Regions from separate parts of the Gossypium hirsutum genome. Here region 2 is linked to region 1. The links are chromatin contacts, called in public Hi-C maps. All regions are on one chromosome and are shown on one strand. The core of a region is the stretch at or near the end of the contact, and the rest is flanking DNA. Distances in the headings are between cores, read along the strand shown. Region 1 holds the start of LOC107917907 (50S ribosomal protein L27). Region 2 holds the start of LOC107918028 (glucose-6-phosphate isomerase, cytosolic).

What was found. A called contact is a pair of places that touch in the nucleus more often than the background predicts.
Region 2: a contact with region 1 is called in a Hi-C map of leaf, with 1.9 times the contacts expected there. The contact joins the promoter of LOC107918028 here to the promoter of LOC107917907 in region 1. A contact is called at or near these places in 2 of 34 Hi-C or Micro-C datasets (both in leaf).

The regions. Positions count from the first base shown.
Region 1 is chrA01:25,268,810-25,276,137 of Gossypium_hirsutum_v2.1, reverse strand. LOC107917907 (50S ribosomal protein L27) reads left to right here and starts at 4,133. Exons shown (of 5, transcript XM_016847317.2): 1 at 4,133-4,691; 2 at 4,902-5,126; 3 at 5,746-5,855; 4 at 5,955-6,079; 5 at 6,159-6,556. The coding sequence starts at 5,771. The coding sequence ends at 6,392. It also overlaps the pseudogene LOC107917905.
Region 2 is chrA01:25,438,966-25,446,293 of Gossypium_hirsutum_v2.1, reverse strand. LOC107918028 (glucose-6-phosphate isomerase, cytosolic) reads right to left here and starts at 2,783. Exons shown (of 24, transcript XM_041083197.1): 1 at 2,445-2,783; 2 at 2,231-2,287; 3 at 2,059-2,135; 4 at 1,879-1,960; 5 at 1,744-1,791; 6 at 1,441-1,596; 7 at 1,265-1,361; 8 at 1,117-1,159; 9 at 638-705; 10 at 445-529; 11 at 95-143. The coding sequence starts at 2,281.

The DNA of each region.
Region 1 (7,328 bases), core at 2,884-5,383:
CTGATAGAGGGAAATGATTAATTGTTGCCATTAGGCGTTCTGGTGTGCCATGAAGATCCATTTACAGCATCTGACACATCGCGGTTAACTTCCATCAAGATTATAAGAATGCAGACTGGCGGAGACAAGTTGTGAGAATGGGTAAAGGATAACCTTATCTTTTCAATATATGTTTTAATGTTTTAGTGCGAAATTGTAACTTATCTTTTCTTAATGTTTTAATGTGAAATTGTAACTTATCTTCTCTTAATACATACACAGTGCACGAAACTTTGTAATTTTTTCATTTATAATTTTTTAGAATTAAAAAATACAAACTTTGTAATATTTAAATTACAAGAAACCCCTAAATTGATGGTTTGATGGTGTGGTCCTAGGGGTATATTTCTGCGGGGGTCGTCGTTAATGTTGCAGGTGATCACGGCGATCAACATTCTCTTTAGCCATAGATAGGGGTGTGCAAAATATAGAAGAAAAATCATATGCCCCGAACGCCATCGATGAACTTAAGCCAGAAGGAGTGGAGTTCTGCAATGGATACAAGCCAGGAGAAGTGGAGTAATACGGTAGATACGAGCCGAGAGGAGTGTTGTACTGCGGTGGTACTAAACTGAAGATATCAAACTCAGAATGATATTCGAGTTCTGATGAGCCTGGGAAATAGTCATTGACCTTCAACTTTGGATGATAAGAACTATCCCCAGAATGTGTATGCGACCACTCAGGCTTTGGCTCGGCTGTGGCTCTGGCTCAAGTTCAAGGTCGAGCTCTGGCTCGGGCTCTAGCTCAAGCTCTGGCTGGTATGCCCTAAGTCGATGCATGTGCGAATGGACTACAGTAGATTGCCTACCAAGTAAATATGGTTTTCTCGTACTAAAGTACCATTGTATGTACTCTAACGATGGTTGCAAATCGAAAGAAATATCCAGCTAAGGTCTCTGCGCCATCCGATTATACCATACTACAATATATTTCTGGTGCACAACCCTCCAATTATTTCTATGTTTTCCTCTCTTGTTAATCTCGGGAATCTTCCCCAACTGCATTGGCAGAGCCGAGATATATTAGATGCAACCAAACTGCCGGAGTACTCAATCCCATAATACCACTCGACTGTCTGGAAATTGATAATGGGTGCGTTAATGCACTACAGGTGTGAATGAATGTGGGCAAATGAAGGTATAGCAACAATAATTTTCGGTCTCCGATACGGTATCTAAATGAACTTCACGATTAATAACATGGTTAAAATTTAACACGGTTCAAGTAAGATATACAAACTAATTACATGTCCCAAATATTGGAATAGTTTAGCCCTTCCTCGGCATGTTGTTCAATCATCAGACGATATATCGTAACAATATATGACCTCCTTATACTTGGATTGGTACTCTATCTACGGAAACAAATTACATGTTAGAATAGTATCGTTAGAATAGTATCATTGGAAAAAAAATGTAAATTAATTACTATAAAAAGTAAAATTTTGTCACCTATTCATCAGTAGAATACATATGTTTAGTGACTAACTGATGCCAAGAATGAAATCCGGTAAAGTGCCCAAGACTGCAGCAATATGAGGCATCCACCTATGTCTACGGCATCAGGCTTTGTCGTCTGACAAAGCTCAGGATACAATATAGCCAAAACTGTGGAACCCTAACTATATGAGCGAACATTCTGCAAATCAGTTAATAGGGGTAAATATATCAAATTAACCCTGTTATTGTTCGCATCCGACATCAATACACCCCTTATAACATGCATAATGTACGCTTAAGCTGCACATATCACCTCTTGCTTAGTGGCATTAATTGATAAATGTTCAAAATTGGCTTTCATCCATGAAAATCTCAAACCCGTAAATTTGGACTCTGCATCATTGGGCGAGACTCCTAGTACGCTATAACAAAAGGCGGCCGGCTAAGATATCGTACTTACGCCCGTTATGGCACTCCTATTGATTGGGAGCCTAAGTTGCAGTGCAACATCCTCTAGAGTGACAATGCATTCCCCACATGAAAAATAAAAAGTGTGGGTTTCCAGGCCCCAATGCTTGACTAATGCAGATAGTAAATCGTACTGCAAATCAAACGTCCGGATCAATGTTGCTGACCCGAATCTGGCTAACTCCAAGTATGGCATCAGTTGTTCATCCGGGGGATATCCTAAACCATTCACCCGACCCCTCAATGTGCGGTACGGGCCCTAACACTATTAAATTACAGAAAATAGTAATTACAACATAACTTATTTCTGTAAATGACGTGGAACTTTTTTTAAGGGAACCTGTGAATAAAAAATAACAATATATTACTATATTATTAACAGTGTTTGATATGTGATCATTGTTCTTAATCAATGAACCCATTTCAATACTTGCAATTTCAAAAAAAAATTTGATCATTAATTTCTAAGTTTGATGCATTTTAAATATTTATCAAAATACCTAAATATTGCTTTTAATTACAGAAATACCAAACAGTTTTGTCCACATCATATTTTTTTGCTATACTACATTAACAAAATAAATATATCTTATAAATTTCAACTCAAATTCCAACTCAATGGTCCCATTCACAAATTCCAACTCAATGGTCTAAACTTTTACCTACATAAAAAACAAAAAATATATATTAAAATAATAAAAATAACACGCCAATCAAAAAAATATAACAGAAATATAACATAAATTATCTCAACATAATAAATATGAATATTCTTGTTATTATTTTAAAATGATAATAAGTAGAATATATTGGTTTAAAAGATAATAACATGCCAACTTAATTGTTGTCAAAAAATATAAATTTTTTCATTCAAGGATTCAAAAGAAATTTCAAAAATTTAAAACACATAAACTCTTATTCCCAATTATAAAATCTAAAAAAGTTAGAACACGTAAACTCTTATTCTTAATTTATTTCATCAATTCCAACTCAATGGTTTCGTTCACAAATTCCAAATAAATTACATAAAAAAATAAATCTAATAAACCTAAAACACACATGACAAATAACTTACATAAAAAATAAATTTAATAAACCTAAAACACACAAGACAAATAAATTTCATAAAAAAATAAAACATTCTTTCCACATAACATAAATAGGCTTTTTTACTTGAAACAAACATTAAAACAAGCTTATGAATGAAAATATAAAATAAATACCAACATACCTTAATAGTTCTTTTTAACCAAATAATACCTTACAACAATAAAATTAAAAATTAATTTCAAAATAAATAAAAAAAAGAAAAAAACATTTATTTATAACAAAAAATTAGTAAATAGAAAAAATATCTTTTATGATTCTTTTCAACACCAAATCCTTCTAACTGCAAATACAACCTCTTGATTAATTTTTTTTCAAACCCTAAACCTAACCCTAATTTTTTCTCAAATCCCAAACACAACTTCTTCTCTTTCCCTTTCTCCTTTCCTTTTCTATTTTTTCCCTTCCCTTCTCTTCTCTTTATTCAGCTTCTATTTTCTTCTCTCTTTTTTCCCTTCCTTCCCTTCCCGCTCTCTTTTTCTTCTTCTTCTAAATTTCTTTTTCCTTTCATCCGGCCAAAATGGGGACATTGGGGACCTTATAATGGCCCCCAAAACAGATTTCACGGGCATAGTCCTGTCCCATCACTGCCACTGTTGCAGGGGTCAAGAGTGTGCTTATGAGGTTGGCTTCACCACCCTAGTGTTGCCTATTAGTTTGGCATGATCGGGGGGTGTGCCGCCTACCTATTAGGCATCACTAGTGGTCCTGTCACCTTAATGTCAGCAGGTCGACAGAGGGTTGGGTTTTGGTCATATGTAAATGACCCGTATTTCTTTAGTGTTGCCTATTTAGATGGCATTTTCAATTTTTTAATATATATATTTTAGTCTACTCTTTTAGATTTTAGGGTGGTGCCGCTTATGCACCAACTTCCACTTACATTCATGTACCATTTCGGTACATAATCTACCAAACATACTATTTAGGTTTTTTTTTTCACAATATTCAGATAAAAAAGCCTAGATGTGAGAAAGGAACAGAAATTTAAAAATTATTTTAAATTAATAAAAGTTATTTAAAAAATTAATAAAAATATTACAAATATAATATTCTTGGTAAAATGGAAATGGGTTCTTTCACATTTGTTTTTGATCAACAAGAATTTTCTTATAATAACAGCTTCGATTCCTTTGAGGAAATGGAAAATGGGTTCAATGGGAACAACAAGAAAATGGGTAGAAAAGTTAGTGATGAATCTTTGGCCAATGAAGAAAACAACGGGTTTAAAGACTTATTTAGACGAGGGAGCAAAGCAAGAAGAACAACATCATCTATGGCTGACTGGCTTTGAATTTTGTTTGAAGCTGAAGCAAAAATTGAAGAAATTACTGGTTTGAAACGGAAGAAGAGTTGGGTAATTCCAGAAAGAAGCGAGCTCGTAAATCAGGCTCCGTCGCCGGTAGTTCTTCGACGCTTTCAGCTAGTTCCGACAATGCCGGTGGTGGTTCAAACGCGCGTTTCGAATATGTAAACACACATTCGATATGATTTGCGAGGAGCTTGAACCGGCGGGGAATTTAATGGTAGAACCGAATTGGAGATCCATTTTTAGAGCTTGGGAGACAGTTGATTCATGGCGAGGAAGCCAAGGATGGTGGTTAGCCTTAGCCACATCGGGATGATGTTTAAAAGGTATTTAACGAACTTGTTGGATAGTGGCATGGTGCATAGTGCAGAGCATTTACTGCTTTGTTCAAGATACTGGTGAAAGATAACCATTTAGTTTCATCACACACATATATTTTTATGAAAGAAATAAAAACTATTAATAATGTTAAATATATTTTATTAATTTTAATTTTAAATATATTTTATTAATTTTTGAAGTTTTTTCATTTTCAGTAAAGGGGTTTTTTGTGTTTTGACGGGTAAGCTTTTTCTTTTGAAAGATTTACCCAATGGGCTTGGTTCAAAACTTCAATTTCTAACCTAAGAAAAAAACCCAAGAAGCTGAAATAGTGTGCTGCCCCTTTGCTACCACTTCGCCTCCGCTACTCTGCCATCCAACTGGTACATGAAGCAACCTTTTTTCCAGTGCTCAACCATTGTTAGCTAAAGCTGCTAAAGGTCAGTTTGGTTTTAGTAATTTTCTCTTGTACTTTGAGTAAGTTAGACATTGTTGAATGGATGGAAATTGTGGGTGTGTTCAAAATATATCTCTTGTATTTCATGATCCTTTTTTGGGCTTTTCTTTTATTTGATTCGGTCCCCATCTATAATTTTCTTATTAATTTGCTGTACAAATTGCACAATCATAAACCAATATCAGTGTATTCAATCATTTAAGGATCTATGTGGTTCAGTATTGTCTGAGCTTACTAAACTTTGCCTTTTTAATTTCAACTTTTGCTTGGATTATATGTTGTTAGAGCAAGCTGGCTTTCCTGAATGATTTATAGGAGTTTATAAAATTTGTTTGATAATTACTTCATACCAAGAGAAGAAAAGGAAAAAAAAAAAAACCTAGAAAAAGATCCGCAATTGATGAATTAGACGATCGATCCAATCGTATCACATTAGGAGACAGGTACAACCCTTTATATCTATTGTGAAAGCCCTCGAATTTCCCCCAGTCATTTCGCTTTGATCGATTTATGGTTTTTATGTTCTTAAGTAGCTCGGGAATTTGATTTCTTTGTACTACTTAATATTTGATGAAAATCATGTTATTTGATTTCTCTTCAAGGTGTCTTTGATTACGGATATTAGATATGTTTAACATTGCAACGACCTTCTGCAAAAGGATAAGCGTGAAGGAGCTAGTTACCAGCGCTCCTGTGTTTGGCACAATCACGGGTATGCTTCGTTGAAATGAGCTGTTTTGATTGCTTTTAATATTTATTAAATTCTTTGAGCTAATTTCATGGAACTTATCCTCATTTATTTGTGGCTTAGATGGATCTTCTTCTGGCTTAAGTTTGATGCTTAGGCGGTGGGCTAGTAAAAAAACTGCTGGATCAACTAAGAATGGAAGAGATTCAAAACCCAAGAATCTTGGGGTGAAGAAGTTTGGTGGCGAGGTCAGTGGATGATCCAAATTCAAATGCGTCCATTTAGTAATAATAGATATGATATGAAGATTTTGCATTGTTGTGGCAGAGGGTGATTCCTGGAAACATTATAGTTCGTCAACGAGGAACACGTTTCCATCCTGGAAACTATGTAGGGATTGGGAAAGATCATACTCTCTATGCCCTAAAGGAAGGTTGTGTGAAATTTGAGACGCATAAGCTTAGCGGGCGCAAATGGGTACATGTTGAACCCAAGGAAGGACATGTCCTTCACCCCCTTTATGCTACTGCTGATGCAGGAGAGCTAAAGACAGCCACGTAAGGTTTGTGACATTATTGTTTGTTTAGGCAACCAAGTTTGCATCTCATAGTTAGCTAAACTTTTTGAATGATATTGGATATTCAACTATCAATTGTATCAGAGAGGATCTTGGGAGAGATACAAAATAAAAGAAACATGAGGTTTGGCTCCCCATGTTCCATTTACCGCATGGTTGTTTCTGTTCCGGTTTCCTTTTTTGATATTCATTTCTTTTGATTTTTCTTTACTGCATAGCATAGTTTTTAGACTCTAGCATACAAGTATTCCACAGCCATGAGCAAGATATTATGCTATAAAATGATGCAAGCTTTTTACAAGACCTCTAAGATAAGTTTCTAGTAAAAAATGGTGGAATCTCTCGGGTACTTTACCAACAGTCTGATGTGATTCATTTTTCTTATGAGTTTTGTTCTCGAATGGCTTTGACTAGGAAGTAGTCTTTTCTAGTTGATTGGCTGAGCTTGACGCAGCTAACATGAAGCAGCTTTCTAGGGCTTTTAGTGAACTGTAGTTATTGAAATGCAAGCGGTTTATGTTTTGAGATTTTACTGGGATGCCAAATGTTTGAATCCAATTTCTCAAATGGAAGAATACAGTTAATGTGTTTCTTTGATTGCTACTAACAAAATGTAAACTTAATAAATCTGCAAGGGGTCCTAACCTGTTACAATTGTACACTCTCCATGTTCAGATATGTGAGAAAAAAGGCAATTACAACGAAAAAAATTATGCTTGTTGTAACAATCAACTGCAAACAAGCTTTTGAGCTTTTGAATGTATGAAAGAATCTTGCTGGATACAATCGGGGCTCTTGCTCTCTTCTTTTTCATGGCTGACTTCCGCTATTTTCATTAAGCCAAGGGATGTATCAGCTCAGCCAGTTTATCTGAATCAGGTTGGATCACCTGCTGGCTACAAGTATCCTCATAAAATAAT
Region 2 (7,328 bases), core at 1,534-4,033, 170 kb before region 1:
GCACAAAAACCCAAAACAAACAATTTAATATGTACATAGTAGTGCGGCAAATGCTTAATCATTCAAATGAAGAAGTTAAAGGTAAAAATAATACCGTAAGATTAGTACTGACTGCCACCATGTGTTTTGCAACTGCAGAAGGCCTGAAATATTACAATCACAAGTGGCTTAATAAGAAAGCCCGATCATACCATAGTAGTTAACATGGTAAATTACATTCATTCTTGAATATTGAGAATGATTCCTAAAAAGATTGAAAAAATAAAAAAAAACTTATTATAAGCATTCAAAGATGAGAATATCTCTGTTTTGCTCAATGCATTGTCACTCTTAATTTTTAGACCGAGAAATAATTCTGACGTATTAACGTAAAATGTAGCAGAACCTCAAACTGCCACTGCATGCACATTGTCGAAGAAATAACTAGTGTTATATGAAACTAACCCAAGAGCAGATGAAATCCACTCCCTTAATGTTCGAGCATTCAACATAGTTTCTGCGGTTGTAAAAGTCTTTGAAACCACCACAACTGGATAAAATTACAAGCAAATAAAATCAGACAAATCAACAGTGCAAAAATGAGTTTAGGAAACAGAAAAACAGTAGACTTCCAGAAGAATAAACGAAAATAGTTTACCAAGTGTTGTTTCGGGGTTTAATCCTGCAATATTTCTAGCAACATCGATAGGATCTACATTTGCTAGGCTGTTGCAATGCAAACAAGAGATTACATCAAATTTCTAGAATTGCCAAATGAAACAACTTATTGTGTATGCAAGCATTACAAATTACAAGGAAAATGTCAGACAAGCAGCTAGAATGACATGCATTTCATTTTGAGAATCTATCACGACGAAAACACTTTTTGTTACTTGATATCATTTATGCCCATTCCAGTTTTAGCAGGCCTAAATGGCATCAAAGTGTTCCCCCTCACAGAACATAGTATGCTGCTGCTGCTTCTTCTCAAATATATATTAATACCTTGTCTTAACAAAATGAAGCAAGGGGCCTCAACCCACCTTTGCTGACACCTTTTACAGGCAATCTTATAATTTGATGAAAGAAAGGAAGTAGACACAACAAATACCAGCAGCAGTAACAAGCAGTACTTACAAACGTAGTTGGCGTCCTTTTGCAAATTCAACAGCCTCAGGGTCTGTGAGTTATCAAGAGAAAACCATGAACACATTAACTACACTTCATCATCATAGGTCACAAGTACGAGGGTTACACAACTAATAGTAAAATGCACCAGCATAACCTGTTTGGAGAGCAGTATGCACAAATAAAGGACCTAAGAAACTGCCACCAATACCGATTGCAATAACATCCTTCAGTGGTTTCCCAGTAGCTCCAACCTGCCAAGATTTATTTGTCTCTCAGCAATTGAGGAGGAAGATGGTCAAATTTGATGTAAAAAAAAGGGTGATAAGTTACCCAGGAGCCATTGCGAACTTTCTCTGAAAAATCCTTGATCTTATCCAAAACATTCCAAACATCTGGCACCACATTCTTTCCATCACTGTTTATAACAGCATCCCTTGGTGCTCGAAGAGCTACATGAAGCACTGACCTATTTTCTGTGCTATTTATCTGAAATTTCCAGAAAAAAAGGCAATGCAACGACAAAAAAAACTAAGAATGAAAAGGCGTGGAATGCTATTCAACAATATCATCACCAATCTTTACATCAAACCCAAAACTAGTTTTATCTTTCTCCTAGGAGAGAGTTCAACTTACATGCTCGCCACTATACATTCGGTTAATTTGTTGTTTGAGAGAAGCAGCCTGAAATTGTGAGAAATATTACAAACAAAAAACAAAAACGAAAAGACTATTATGATTTAAATCGAACGAGAAATAATCCAAATTCACCTCTGCTAATTTATAGAGCTTATCCATGGTCTCAAGAGTGGCGCAATGCCTTGAGTAGTCCAAAAACATTCCATCAAACTCACTGTAGAAACATTTATATATCATCAATTTTATTAGTATTAAAAGTTTCGTGCAGTTATCGAATCAGAAAAATCGTAGGAGTTGAATAGAGGATCTTACACCATCATCGATTCGCATCGTTCTTTGTCGTTCATCAAATCACGAAGATGAGTTTTCTTGATATCCTCAGTATGAGCCTATAAAAAACCAAAACCCACTTTGTTGATCAAATAGATTTATCATGCTATTTTAGCTATAATCTTCTTAGCTAGAAATGAGCAGAAAACGCTACCTTCAAGTCCTTCCATGGCTGGGTATCGCAGATTAGAGTGGTCGAAGCCATCTCAACCTATATTAAAACGTAATAAATCAGCTTGAGATCTCAAAACCGACGAGAAAGATGGTGAATGATAATTTGAGAAGAAAAGAGAAATTACTAATGGAATAAAGAAAAAAAAAAGGAACTTGGAGCTGACAAAAAGCTGAGGCGAGGTTAAGAAGTTCACAATATAGTAATAATGCTACGTGGTGGAAAATGGGAGGGTCGGAAGGGCATATGTCAATTAGGATGCGGATCAGGAATTTCCGGTCATTGAAACTTGGGTCCAGTCCGGTCCAGTTTAACGACTTTGGAAAATTGATTGTGACTTTTAAGGGCTGAAATCCGTGGGCGACGGATTTCCGATGGGCCCGAGGAACCGCTAGCTTTATTATATTTTCAATGAACCGTTACGGTCTAATCGACTGCGCCTGTGAGGTTGGTTGGACTCATCGTTATTCTCCAAAGCCGATTCCCTATACCCTATATTCTTGTTTTGTAAAAAGAAATTCATAGTATATTGGGTAAGGATGACCATGTGTCCATCACCTTTTATTCAATAATACCAACTAGATAATTAAAATCTTTTTTTTTTGCCATTATTCTTATAATGGTATAATTTTAATTTTAGTCCCTTTATTATAGTAATATTTAAGATTTAGTTTTATATTTTAATTTAACATAATTTGATTCTCAAATTTTACAATCACATTAGCTAGTCCAAATAATTAATATATTTAGTTATTTTGATTAAATTTTTTATGTTTATTTTTTTATAAATACTATTATAATAAAAAATATTTTGATATAATAAATTGGAATAAGTATTATTAAAAAAAAATTCATGTTGGGGACCAAAATATTAAGGATGTTACATGTTTAGACTAACTAACGACACAAATCTCTTTTTTAGTCATTATAATATGATGGTAAAATTGTAGTTTCGATTTGTCTACTATGTTTACATTTGGAATTTAGTCATTGTATTTTAATTTGATGTAATTTGGCTACCTATGAAGTTGAAATAAGTATTTTTAGAAAAAAACCGAAGTCAACATTTGAATAGAATAATTAAGGGTATTAGCTATTTCAACTTACTAATAACATTATATAAAGGAATCAAATTATATCAATTAAAGAATAAATACTAAATTCTAAATTTAAACATAGTAGAGAGATCATAACCATTCTTTGATCTAAAATAATATATGTCTAATACAATCATTTGTTATTTGATTTAATAAAAAAGTTTGATATATTTTTATAAAAAAATTGTTCTTAATTTAATTGTAATAAATGATTATATGTTTATTGGGAATGAATTGCGAATAGCAAATTGCTAAAAATAATAAAAAATATATATTCCATCACATAGTTTGGTATCTTCGCATTAACACCGTTGGTTTGTGCTTACGTAATACCAATAGCCAACTCGATAATGACACATGATAACTTATTAATATGCTATGTATCAAACATAAATATAAAATTACAAATTCTTCAAAAATATATAAATTAATAAATATATTGTTTTCATGTAAAAAGAAATAAACAATGATAAATGGTGATCTAAATACATTTAAATTTGGACATCCAATTATAGAGATTCATTTCAGATGTGTTTTTAGTAATTTTATATACTCTTAAACTTTTTATAAAATATAAGTTTTTAAGTTATAATTTTGAAAGATATATAAAATATAAAATATAAAAATGTACAATTAAAAATATACAAAAAGCATATAATATTTTTAAAAATATATAAAAACCTATCACTTATAATATGTAAATTTACAAAAATTATAAAAATCTATAAATTTATAAAAATATATAAAATAACTAAATATTTATAAACTTATAAAAATATGTAAGGCCTTGATTGAAAAAATTAAATCAATATTTAATTTTTTTGGTAGTCCAAAATAAAAATAACTTGATAGAATTTTTTTATGAAAAAGTGTGGAAAATAATAAGTAGGTAAGAGTTACTTGTCACTTAAAATGATACTATTTTCAATTAATTCTATTTTATTTTATTTACTTTAATATTTTATTATCATATAAAAACTTTATATTTAAAATTTTAATTTTGTTTAGAATAAGCTGAAATGTTTAAAATTTAAGGATAAAATGTAGAATTTCTTTTATAATTAAAATATATCTTTATCGAACAATCAAATTATATTTTATAATTACATTTAAGTAATATATAAAGCTATTTTATAATTTTAATTCATTACTTAAATTTTTAATAATTAATTTTTCAGCACTTAATTTTTTAGTTTATCAAATAGCACCTAAATATAAAAATTAGTAAAAAGCATTCTAGAATGAATTTGGACAACCATATGTCCAGATTCACTCTTGATATGTGAACTTTTTTTTATACTTTTTATTAATTTATAAATTTTATTTTTTTTAAAATTTATATATTTTTAATTTAAATACAATAATAACATGATATTTTATAATAAAAAAAACATACAAGCTTACTACAAAACATGTCTATAATGAATATGGTCAAATGGGTGCTTAGATTCATATGTATCTGGACAACATTTTGTTCACGTTCATTCTTGATATGAATTTTTTTTTATTAATTTATATATATTTAAAAAAATTATTTATATTTTTCATGTTGCATATGAAGGGGTTGCTAGGTGTCATCGTTAGATTGACTATTAGTGCCACGTCAGCACAAACTATTGATGTTAGTGTAGAGATACCAACTTGTGTGATGGGATATAAGTTCAAGTACCAACTAAGTCCAAAGAAAAAAAATTAAGTACCACCTAAATACAAATGGATAAGTTTGAGGGGAAAAATATATACTAATCGAAAAAATTATGTAAAAAATATATTTATTAAAAAATTATACAAAAACCAAATGAGACTTGAATGAAATTGTAACGCACCAATTTTCGGGAATTCTGTGAATGTTGGCATAGGTTTAATTATGTTAGTGAGCCTCTAGAAGGCCCAAGCTTAAGATAGAACCTGGCAATTTTAGTTAATTTTTGTTCCATAAGAAAAAAGGGGGTGAAATTATGAAATAGGACCTATGTGAAAATGTTTGAAAATGCTATAGGCTAAATTGAAGTGGCCAAATAAATAGGAGTGCAAAAATAGGAGGATTTGCATGACAAACCTCCCATTTTACATGAAGTGGCCAGCCATCATGTTGTTGTAGACAATATGAGCACTTGATATCCATAATTCATGGTACAAATTGATAATGGGTTAGGTAAATGTTCCATGATAATGGATTAGGTAAATATTCCATGATAATGGGTTAGGTAAATGTTCCATGATAATGGTTTAGGTAAATGTTCCATGATGAGCATTTTATGTCTTTTGTATTAAAGAATTAAATGGATGAAATATGAAATTTTATTAAAAGAAAAAGGGGTGAAAAGAACAAAGTTTTGTCCATCTTTGTTCATCATAGCCGAAAGTTAGAGAAGAGAAAGGAGAGGAGAAAGCTCTTGAATGTTCGGTCACTTGGGGAAGAAAATTGAAGGTAAGTTCATGGTAGTTTGCTTCTATCTTGATGTTCATGAGTTCTTCTTGATTCTACCTTAACTCTTGAAGCATATTTTGGTTTTTAGTTGTGTCGTGAGCATTTAGTCATGAATTAAAATGAAGGAAATGGTTGTTTTTTCATGTTCTTTTGATGAAAAATGGAAGATAGGTGAAGTTGAGCCAAACAAATGAGCATGCATGTGCCTTAGATGTTAAAGGGAAAAATCGGCTAACATGTTGTGCTTTAAAATGATGAAATGGAGATTATACTTAAGTAAAATCATAGATATGTGATGATTGATTGGTGATATACATGTTTAAATAACATGCATGCAAGTTATGTGTGAAAGAGTGATTTGGTAATAAATTTGCTTGGGACAGCAGCAGTAACGTGACTTTGGAAAATCACCATAAATTTTGAGAGATGAAAGCTGAATAAAATATGTAATTAAAGCTTAATGAGTCTAGTTTCAAATGAAATAAACGAGAACATATTTTGAATTCTGTACAATGAGAAATTTGATTCGTAATGAAGAGTGGTCAGATTAGTCAAACAGTGAAACATGCAGAACTTTGAGAAAAATCTGGTATTGATTGGCTGAACCAAAATTTCTAAAAATTTTATGGATAGAAGATATATGAGTCTATTTTCAGGAAAAATTAACGTCACTTGATTTGGATTTTCGTAGCTCCAGTTATAAATGATTTAGTGACTGTTGCTCAGGAAGATAGCTTGCAGTGAAATTATGATTATGTGGTAAACATTGACAAATTCGTTAATGAGTTGCTTATTGATTTCTTATAAGCTTACTCTGATCTGTAGGTGTGTAAGGGGTTAATACGTAATTCATATTTGAATAGTTAGATTAACGTGTTAGTAATCCAATTGTAGGCAGTTCGTCTGTGGATCTCGTCAGCATATCGTCGCAAACAGGTGTGTAACTAACACCCTCTTATAGACTAGATCGGCACAAGCCGAAAAGCTGAAATGCCGAAAAGCCGGTATTTTGAGATCTTGCGAGTGTGTGAATGCTCATGAGATTAATAGTTTGATGTATATGGTAAATTAAAGTGATAAGACTGCAGAGTGCGCGATTCTGTGTATTTCGATATTTTTGGGCTTAATGGGCCAAAAACAGGATAATGGGCCAATGGGCCCAAATTGGTAAGAAAACGCGGTAAGTGTTTTTGATCGTACGTAGATGGCTATGTTATGTATGAAAACTTTAAGAATAGTTAAATTACTTGAATACCCCTATGTATGCAAAATTACCATTATACCCCTAGGGTTACTTTTGACTGAAAAGCATGACGATCTGATTTTGTATGATGTATGCCATGATTATATATCTGTTGCATGGGGACTTGGGTTATACTATGGAGGAAGCGTCCTGGTGGCTATGCCACAATTATCTGATCTGGTGGCTCTGCCACATATATCTGTTTTGGTGGCTATGCCACGATTATCTGATCTGGTGGCTTTGCCACATATATCTGTTCTGGTGGCTCTACCACGATTATCTGTATCTGGTGACTCTGTCACATTATCT